Regions from separate parts of the Mus musculus genome. Here region 2 is linked to region 1. Evidence: chromatin contacts called from public Hi-C data. All regions are on one chromosome and are shown on one strand. The core of a region is the stretch at or near the end of the contact, and the rest is flanking DNA. Distances in the headings are between cores, read along the strand shown.

Region 1 (4,000 bases), core at 708-3,207:
CTGCGTGTATATAAACGCATCGTGGATGTACCTTGTACCCAAGGAAGCCAGGGGGGGGGGGGCTTCAGATCTTCTGTAACTGGAATTACTTAAGGTTGTGAACCGCCATGTGGGAGTTGGGAATAGAAATCTGATCCTTTAGAAGAGCACCCAGCGCTCTTAATTACTGAGCCATCTCTCCTGCCCACTTTCTGCATTTTTAATGGAATGATTTGTTTTCTTACTGTTGAGTTTTTTAACTAGGTCTGATTATGATTTGACCCTTTGGTCTGTAGAAGTGTTTCTGTTTGACCTCCCTCTTGTCTACACTTCCTACTGTTGCTTGTGCCTTTGTGGTTCTAGCCAATAGATTTGCCCAAGCCAGGAAACCAAGTAGTTTATGTGTATTAACTCAAAGAAGGCTGTTTGAGATGGGTTTAAAACATGGCTTATACATTCACTCCTGATCATTTTCAACTCATAAAAGCTCTCGCTTCTTTTGGCGCTCTCTTCATATAGGGCAATGTCTACTTTTCACCAAGGGACTCATTCTCTTTGTGTCTACTATGGGCTGAATCGTTACTCCTGCAAGGTCATAAGCTGAGGCCCTCAACCCAGTGCCTCAGAGTGTAGCTGTGTTTGCAGATAGGGTCTCCGGGTCTCTAAAGGGTTGATTCAGTTAACACATGGTCCTTATAAAAAATAAGAGTGTAAATCTGACATGATTGGTGCACACAAAGGGAAGTGAAGACCTGGGGAGGTGGTGGCCCTCTGCAAGCCATGGGAAGAGGCTTCAGAAGTCACCAACATTATTAACATCTTGTTGTCAAACTTTTACCACTTGGAGCTGTAAGAAAATTACATTTGTTATTTAATCCACATAGTCTCTTATACCTGGTGTAGCAGCTATGGCAAACAAATACAATACCTCACTGTTAAAACTCTAAGGGAGTGAATATGATAGGTCCAAGTTGATGATTAAGGCCTCTGCTAAATAAAGCTTAGAACAAACCACAATATCACCAACCCATAGGATGCGCTCTTCTGAACAAATGCTCTCCCCCTAGCCAATTTGCTTTGTCCAGGGTGTATGAGAGCCAGGAGATACGCGATACAAGCTAACCCCAATGGCAATGTATATTTAAGTATCCATCCTTGCCAAAACGGTAAGGACTTAGAACACCTTCCATTGCTAGGAAACTGGAAGCTTAGCAAGCCTACTAAGTTTGGACCTTTATTTAAGATTTCTTTCAATGGACCAAGGCAGAGCTAGCAAAACACACAAGCGTGCATATGTCAAGAAATATGCAACTTCTATCACTTGCCTGCTGCTCCATTCCAAGCCTCCATCACTACACCTGGCACCTGCTAAGAACTTAAGTAACATGTCCACTTCATATGGACGGCAACATCCAACCAGAGACTCTTTTAGTGGGTATAATTCCAAACAGCAGAAACCTTGGACAAGTCTTGCGATGGCTGTTGGGTCAAAAGATCCATACATCGAGAAATATACTCTGAAATTTGCGCTTAGCAGATTCTTCTGAATTCGTCTTGAATGTACAGTTACAAATAAGAGAATGGTGACAGGGCGATTCGTAGGGGAGGCTGGAGCTCCCCCTAGGGGCGGAGATGAGGTATCTCTAAAAATGCCGTGAGGTTCAGATAGGTAATTTCTTATTTTTGAAGGAGATAAAACCTAACCTTATGTGGCAGCATTGTTGAAAGAACCTCAAAGGATGAAAGATCTAATGATAAATCTTTGGTTACAAATCCATCCAAAAAGCCATCTACCAAACATCAAGATGTAAGATACAAGATATTTGAATATTAAAGTTGAAATTTATTAATTTTTTGGGTTGTTTTTTTTTTTTTTTTGAGACAAGGTTTTCCTGTGTAGCACTGTCTGTCTGTCCTGAAACTCACTCTGTAGACCAGGCTGGCCTCGAACTCAGAGATCACCCTCGCTCTGCTTCACAAGGGCTGGAATTAAGTGTGTGTGCCACCACCAACTGGCTTGAAATTTATTAATTCTTTTAACACCTATTTTTTTTTTTTGTGGGGTCTTGGATGAGAACATGAAAACGCAAGCGATGTGTGGGTACTGAGATTAGCAAACAGCTTGCACGAGTAAGTTTCTTCTTCCACCAAGAGAATCCTGGGAATTGAACTCAAATTATCAGACTCCGTAGCAAGTACCTTTATCATAGCAGCACAAAATGGAAATTATGTAAAAACGAGTCTTTGGTATACACTGTGTAATTACAATTATTTTAATATTATACAATTTAATTTTATTACATTTTTGTGAGATATTATAATTCTGTTGAACTTCAAATGATATCTAGTCCTGACACCCCAAAATTCTAACAGTTCCAATAGTCAAGATCAAGGGCAGATTTTGGTTTTATTGTTTAATTTTTGTTGCATACATGTTTATGGGGTGGGGTCTTTTTTGCAATTTGTATTAAAAACATTTTTATTGATTCTTTGAGAATTTTATACAATGTATTTTGACCATATTCGCCCCCAACTCCTGCCCTTAACTCCTCCTAGATCCACCTCTACCTCCCCATGCCTCTCAATTCTTTGTTTTCCTTTTTATTAAAAAAAAATAGCCCATCTATTTAATTCATTCTCTTGGTGTGAGGCTAGCCACTGGAGCATGGTCGACCTACCAGGAGCACCATTTGTGGTGGTTTGAATAGAAATGGCCCTCATAGACTCATGTGTTTAAATGCCCATACGGAGTGGCACTATTAAGTGTGGCCTTATTAGAGGAGGTGTGGCCTTGTTGGAGGAGGTGTGGCCTTATTAGAGGAGGTGTGGCCTTTGTTGGAGGAGGTGTGGCCTTATTAGAGGAGGTGTGGCCTTGTTGGAGGAGGTGTGCTATCATGGGGACAGACTTTGAGATCTCTTATGCTCAAACTATGCCCAGTCTCCTTCTGTTGCCTTTGGATCCAGGTGTAGAACTCTCAGCTCCTTCTCCAGCACCATGTCTGTCTTCATGCTGTGATGTTTTCTGCCATGATGAAACTGTAAACCAGCCTCAATGCAATGTTTTCCTTTATAAAAGTTGCCATAGACATGGTGATTCTTCATGGCACTAAGACCCAAACTAAGATGTGGAGGAAGAACGCTGTGCCACCAGGGGTGCCAGGCCAAAGCAAGAGTGAGGTCAGTATGTGTCCAAACCCAACAGGAATAGGACTGCTTCCTCCTTGCTCTCAGCCGGCATGTCCCAGCACATGTAGCCTTACAACCTGCACCTCCACTACCCCTGGGGTAGTCAGGTTACCTGGTGGCCAGATTAAAGGTTCAACTTCTTCTTGCCTTGTAAAGACGTGCCCAGCAAGCACCCCGATTTCCTGTTCGTGCAAATGGACCATTCCCAGCACCTCGGCACCAGCCAATAATATATACTCACCCACCCAAACCCCTATTCACTCCCCTAGATTTATATAGCCCTTGTTCAGCCCAATAAAGAGATCTGTTTCACTGAAACCCATCTCCAGAAGGCTCATGGACTAACACCAGCCGAAGATGCTATCTAATCCAGCGGTCTGTCAAAGCTTCACTCCTTCCAGTCCAGCCAAGGGCACAACAATGGTTACTGGGTATCCCAAGGGGAACAGCAGACTTGGGCTGGCACTAAGAAACCATCAAAGAAAATGGACCCTCCCTTCTCCAGAAGCCATCAGCAATCCACAGCTCCACAGTTAGGAGTGGGAGCTCGAGATTCCCTTCCTGAGGAAAAGTGAGTAGCCAGGTGTTCTCTGCACTGTGATCCAACAGGAAAAGCAAACACTCTTACCATGGCGTTTCTCCAGATTATATTCATTATATATTATTCTGCCTGGAGGACAAGACCAGATGAAGGAAGCAGGATGGCGAGCAGCAGATGGAGATGAACTGTGAACGTCTTCATGGAGGTGATGGAGACTTTTTTGGTCCATTTGTGGTGCCATAACAAACCATCACAAACTGGGTAGCTTATAAATAACAGAAAGTTATTTCTCAC
Region 2 (4,000 bases), core at 574-3,073, 230 kb before region 1:
TTAAAAGCAAAAACAAATGGAAGTTTCATGAAATTGTGTGGGCGCTCTTGACTTATCTTTATCCATCACACTGAAATGTACCCATATGGAAGATAAATAGTGTTATTACATTCCATGCTTAGTACTTAGATCCCCAAAATGCTGACAGGTCACTAATACCAATAAAATATATGGAACTTAATTATAACTGAAGCCCACAAATGTCAGCCAGGAGATTACAATCAGCAAGATTCACTGAGTGAGCACTTCGTGCTCTGCTGTGAGGGTACACACTTCTCATATCTCCCATCACCTGCATCTCCCTCCTGCCCTGCCTTCATAACTCGGAAGCGCAACTCCAGTGCTATGAGCTGAAGTGCGCCATAGTCCTGAGGAGATGAGGAATACAGTCTAACGAGCTCTTTCATAGAAACAGGCAACTGCAGATGGCCAGGTGTTCTCTCTGTAGTCTCAATTCTGAGGCCATTCTTCCATTGTCTCTTCCCAAGAAGAGCGTCCCTCGGGTTGGCAGCACAGAAGCATCTACCACTGAAATAAGATTAGCTGCAAAGACACCAGAAGGTCAGGCAGATGTAGAGTGGTACTACTGCCATATTAGAAGTAATCATAAGAGTTGGGGGCTCCTCAGGAAAAAGCAGATTATGTGCCTAGGGATACAACACCAGCCAACCCTGTATCATAGAAAAGCATGGGCCAGAGGAATGTTAATGGAACCAGATATTTGGGCTTCTGCTGCCTGTTCTTTGGCTGGCTGGAGAAGAGGAGCAGTTCATTCATTCATTCATTCATTCATTCACTCAAAACACATTTTGTAACATGTTTAGCTCTGCAAAAAAAAAATCATCTACCCAATATGTAGACAGGAAACATTAATCATTTGACAAACTCATTAATAAAAGTCTGTGTTCATAATTCTAAGAATAACTTTGAAAATGCTAATTACTAGAACCAGTTTGGAAGGCACACAATGTGCACAAATCCTGAGAAAAGTTTTAGAGTTTTTTTATTTTTTGGTTTGGTTGGGTTTGGTTTTTTTTTTTTTAAAGGTTAATTTTGTTTAACCCAACCATGTCCCCAGCTAATTGGCTAATGAACCCCTTTCTCCTTTTAAACGAAGCCTGATAAAAACCTGTGTAACTAGAGTCTCAAAAGCACACTGCAGTAAAAGCCACAACCCTGTAGCTTATTGTTCCTAAGATCGCATTTTAAACTATGAATTTCCGGTCTTTATAGTTTTTCTGACAAATTCCTTTCCTAAGAATTAAAATTGCTATTAATTTCTGTGTGCTTCCCAGAATGGTAACGTTCTTAAGTCCCTGTAACTGCACATTAGTGTAGTAGTAACACACATAGGCACATATGTATGTATGTATGTATGATGAATGAATGTATATATGTGTATGTTATACTCAGTCATTAATGAGAAGTTGTCAAATTTCAAGAAGCTCCATAATAATGTATGATGTGACATTTTGCTCCTATCCATGCAATTATTTTATATTACCCTAATTTTATGATTTGCAATTTCATGAAGTATTTATTACTTAGCATATATTATTCTTTGTTGTATATCACTATATTCACTTTTTACTGGAGGACATAGACTACCAAAATGATCTTGTTTTATTTATAGGGAAGTATAGGACTAATTTATGAGACATTTAGAAAATATTTCTGCTCCCCAATAGTTAGAAGCTAAGTTACAGAAATTAGCTCTAAATAAGCTCTTTTCAGTTCACCAGAACCCTTCCTCCTAGGACTGCCCTCTTGCACAAAGACGACTAACAATTGTCTTCAATCACCTTGTACGTGGTACTAGTCTTACTGCCTGGCCTTTGTAAGTGACTGAAACCTTAGCCTGCTGGACAAAACCTGAAAGTGTGTGTGTGCCCACATCTCAAGCAGCTGGACCCACTTCCTGGGCCTTATCTGCTGTGTTCTGCCCAGCTGTGTCCTTAACATTTCAACCATACTAACTGCAGTTCTTCAAGCGAGTCTTCTCACTCAGTATCTTAGTTTATGGTGCTCTCTGTGTCTAAAATAGTCTTCTAACACTTTATCCCAGCAAACAACTGTACATACTTCATCATGTTTTTTAATCTTTTAGTTAACGGAACACACTTTGTACCAGCTCCCTGTGCAGAATGATAAGATTATTGTTATGTCTAATTTTGGTCCCAAGCTCATGGAAGAGAAAAAAAATGAAATACAAACAGTAAACAGATAGTGCAACCACCCTGTGATCATTAACATTGGTATTCAACTTGTCCGTATCTGAAGTCACCTAAAAGACAAGCCTATGGGCACACTTGTGAGGGACTTTCAAGATAGAATCAATCTCTGGACATGCCATGAGTTATTGTCTTGAGTAGGTCAACTGAGCTTGGGAGACCCCCTCTGAATGTAGGCAACACCATTCCTGTGGCCCGGATCCCCAGCTGAATAAAAAGGAGAAATGATCTTCATCTGTCGCTCTTCTTTACTATGAATACAGGGTGAGCAGCTGTCCTGAGTTCCTGCTGCTCCTGACTTAACTATCATGATAGAGCATGACCTGGAATCGTGAGCCAAGCAAACACGTCCTTCCCTAAGCTCCTTCTTCAGGTTATTTTATTGGAGCAAGCAGGAAAGGAACAGAAATGCATCCTTTCATGCAAACATGTGCCTGAAGTCATCGAGGAATGAAAACAGCATTTAGTGTCCTCTTGTGATTAAATGTTGGCAGAAATCAGCAAAGAAAATGGGAAAGACATATACAACCACCAAACCCAGACACTAGTGCATATGCCAGCAAGATTTTGCTGACAGGACCCTGATATAGCTGTCTCTTGTGAGGCTATGCCAGTGCCTGGCAAACACAGAAGTGGATGTTCACAGTCATCTATTTGGGTGGAACACAGGGCCCCTAATGAAGGAGCTAGAGAAAGTACCCAAGGAGCTAAAGGGGTCTGCAACCCTATAGGAGGATCAACAATATGAACTAACCAGTACCCCCACCCCCAGAACTATGTCTCTAGTTGCATATGTAGCACAGGATGGCCTAGTAGGCCAGCAATGGGAGGAGAGGCCCTTGGTCTTTCGAAGATCATATGCCACAGTTCAGGGGAATGCCAGGGCCAGGAAATGGGAGTGGGTGGGTTGGGGAGGGTATAGGGGACTTTCGGATAGCATTTGAAATGTAAATGAAGGAAATATCTAATAAAAAATCTAAAATAAAAAAATTGGGAAAGAGGATCTGGACCCATACAGCTCCTTAAACAATGTGGGCTCCCTGCAAGAGAATAGAGCAGAGGATGGATACGGAATGTATTCAAAGCCAGTGGCTGCTTCATTTTCATATGAAATGAAAACAAAATTACTACCAGAAAAAAATATATATGTTAGTCTAAAAAATAAACCCATGGAACTTTGAGCATTAGTCCTTAAATAAATTAAGCAATTTTTTAATGTTTAAACTTCAATTATGCCAAGCACTATAATGAAGTCTAAAGACAGAAGGGGAAAAAAGCAAAAGAAAAAAGAAAAAATCAGATGGCTCCTGATCCTAGAGCCCGATAGCCTTCATGGAAAACGTGATCATCCAAATCAAGGGTTTGAATTTTTTCTTAAAGAGAGTCTAAATTTTTTAGTTTTAAAACAAAATCTAACAGGTAAGCACGTATATGGTTGTTAAAAGTTTTGCCATGTTAAAAATGCACAAAATAGTCTAGAGTTCTCACTCTTCCTAATGCTGTGACTCTTTAATACAGTTCCTCATGCTGCGGTGAGCCCCAACAATAAAGCGATTTTATTGCTACTTCATAACTATAATTTTGCTGTTAATGAATTGTAATAGAAATGTTTGATATGCAGGATAATTAATGTGAGGTTCCTGTGAAACGTTCATTCAACCCGCAAAGGGGTGGTAAACCCACAGGTTAAGAACCACTGGTCTAGAGGGAAGGCTCGTTGATCACGAGCAGATGTTGCTTTTCCAAAGGACCTGAGTTTTATTTCCAGC

Evidence for each region. Hi-C and Micro-C count contacts between places; a contact is called where the count stands out from the background.
Region 2: a Hi-C map of the G1E-ER4 cell line shows a contact between it and region 1, with 4 times the contacts expected there. The contact joins two enhancer-like sites. A contact is called at or near these places in 1 of 15 datasets of contacts at CTCF or cohesin (the NIH/3T3 cell line), 10 of 484 Hi-C or Micro-C datasets (the G1E-ER4 cell line, the STO cell line, colorectal tumor organoids and 5 more) and 1 of 9 other capture datasets (embryonic stem cells).

What each region holds. Positions count from the first base shown.
Region 1 is chr15:51,909,513-51,913,512 of GRCm38.p6, reverse strand. All of the region lies in intron 1 of Gm34678 (a long non-coding RNA gene), which reads left to right. Among named protein-coding and RNA genes, the nearest start is that of Gm34678, 6.9 kb to the left of the region's middle. Within about 2 kb of position 1,957, at least 1 of the 459 cell types and tissues checked has an H3K27ac peak or open chromatin away from gene starts, as enhancers often do. A contact at or near this core is called in the G1E-ER4 cell line, where this site is marked.
Region 2 is chr15:52,134,889-52,138,888 of GRCm38.p6, reverse strand. No RefSeq gene overlaps it. Among named protein-coding and RNA genes, the nearest start is that of Aard, 97 kb to the right of the region's middle. Within about 2 kb of position 1,823, at least 1 of the 459 cell types and tissues checked has an H3K27ac peak or open chromatin away from gene starts, as enhancers often do. A contact at or near this core is called in the G1E-ER4 cell line, where this site is marked.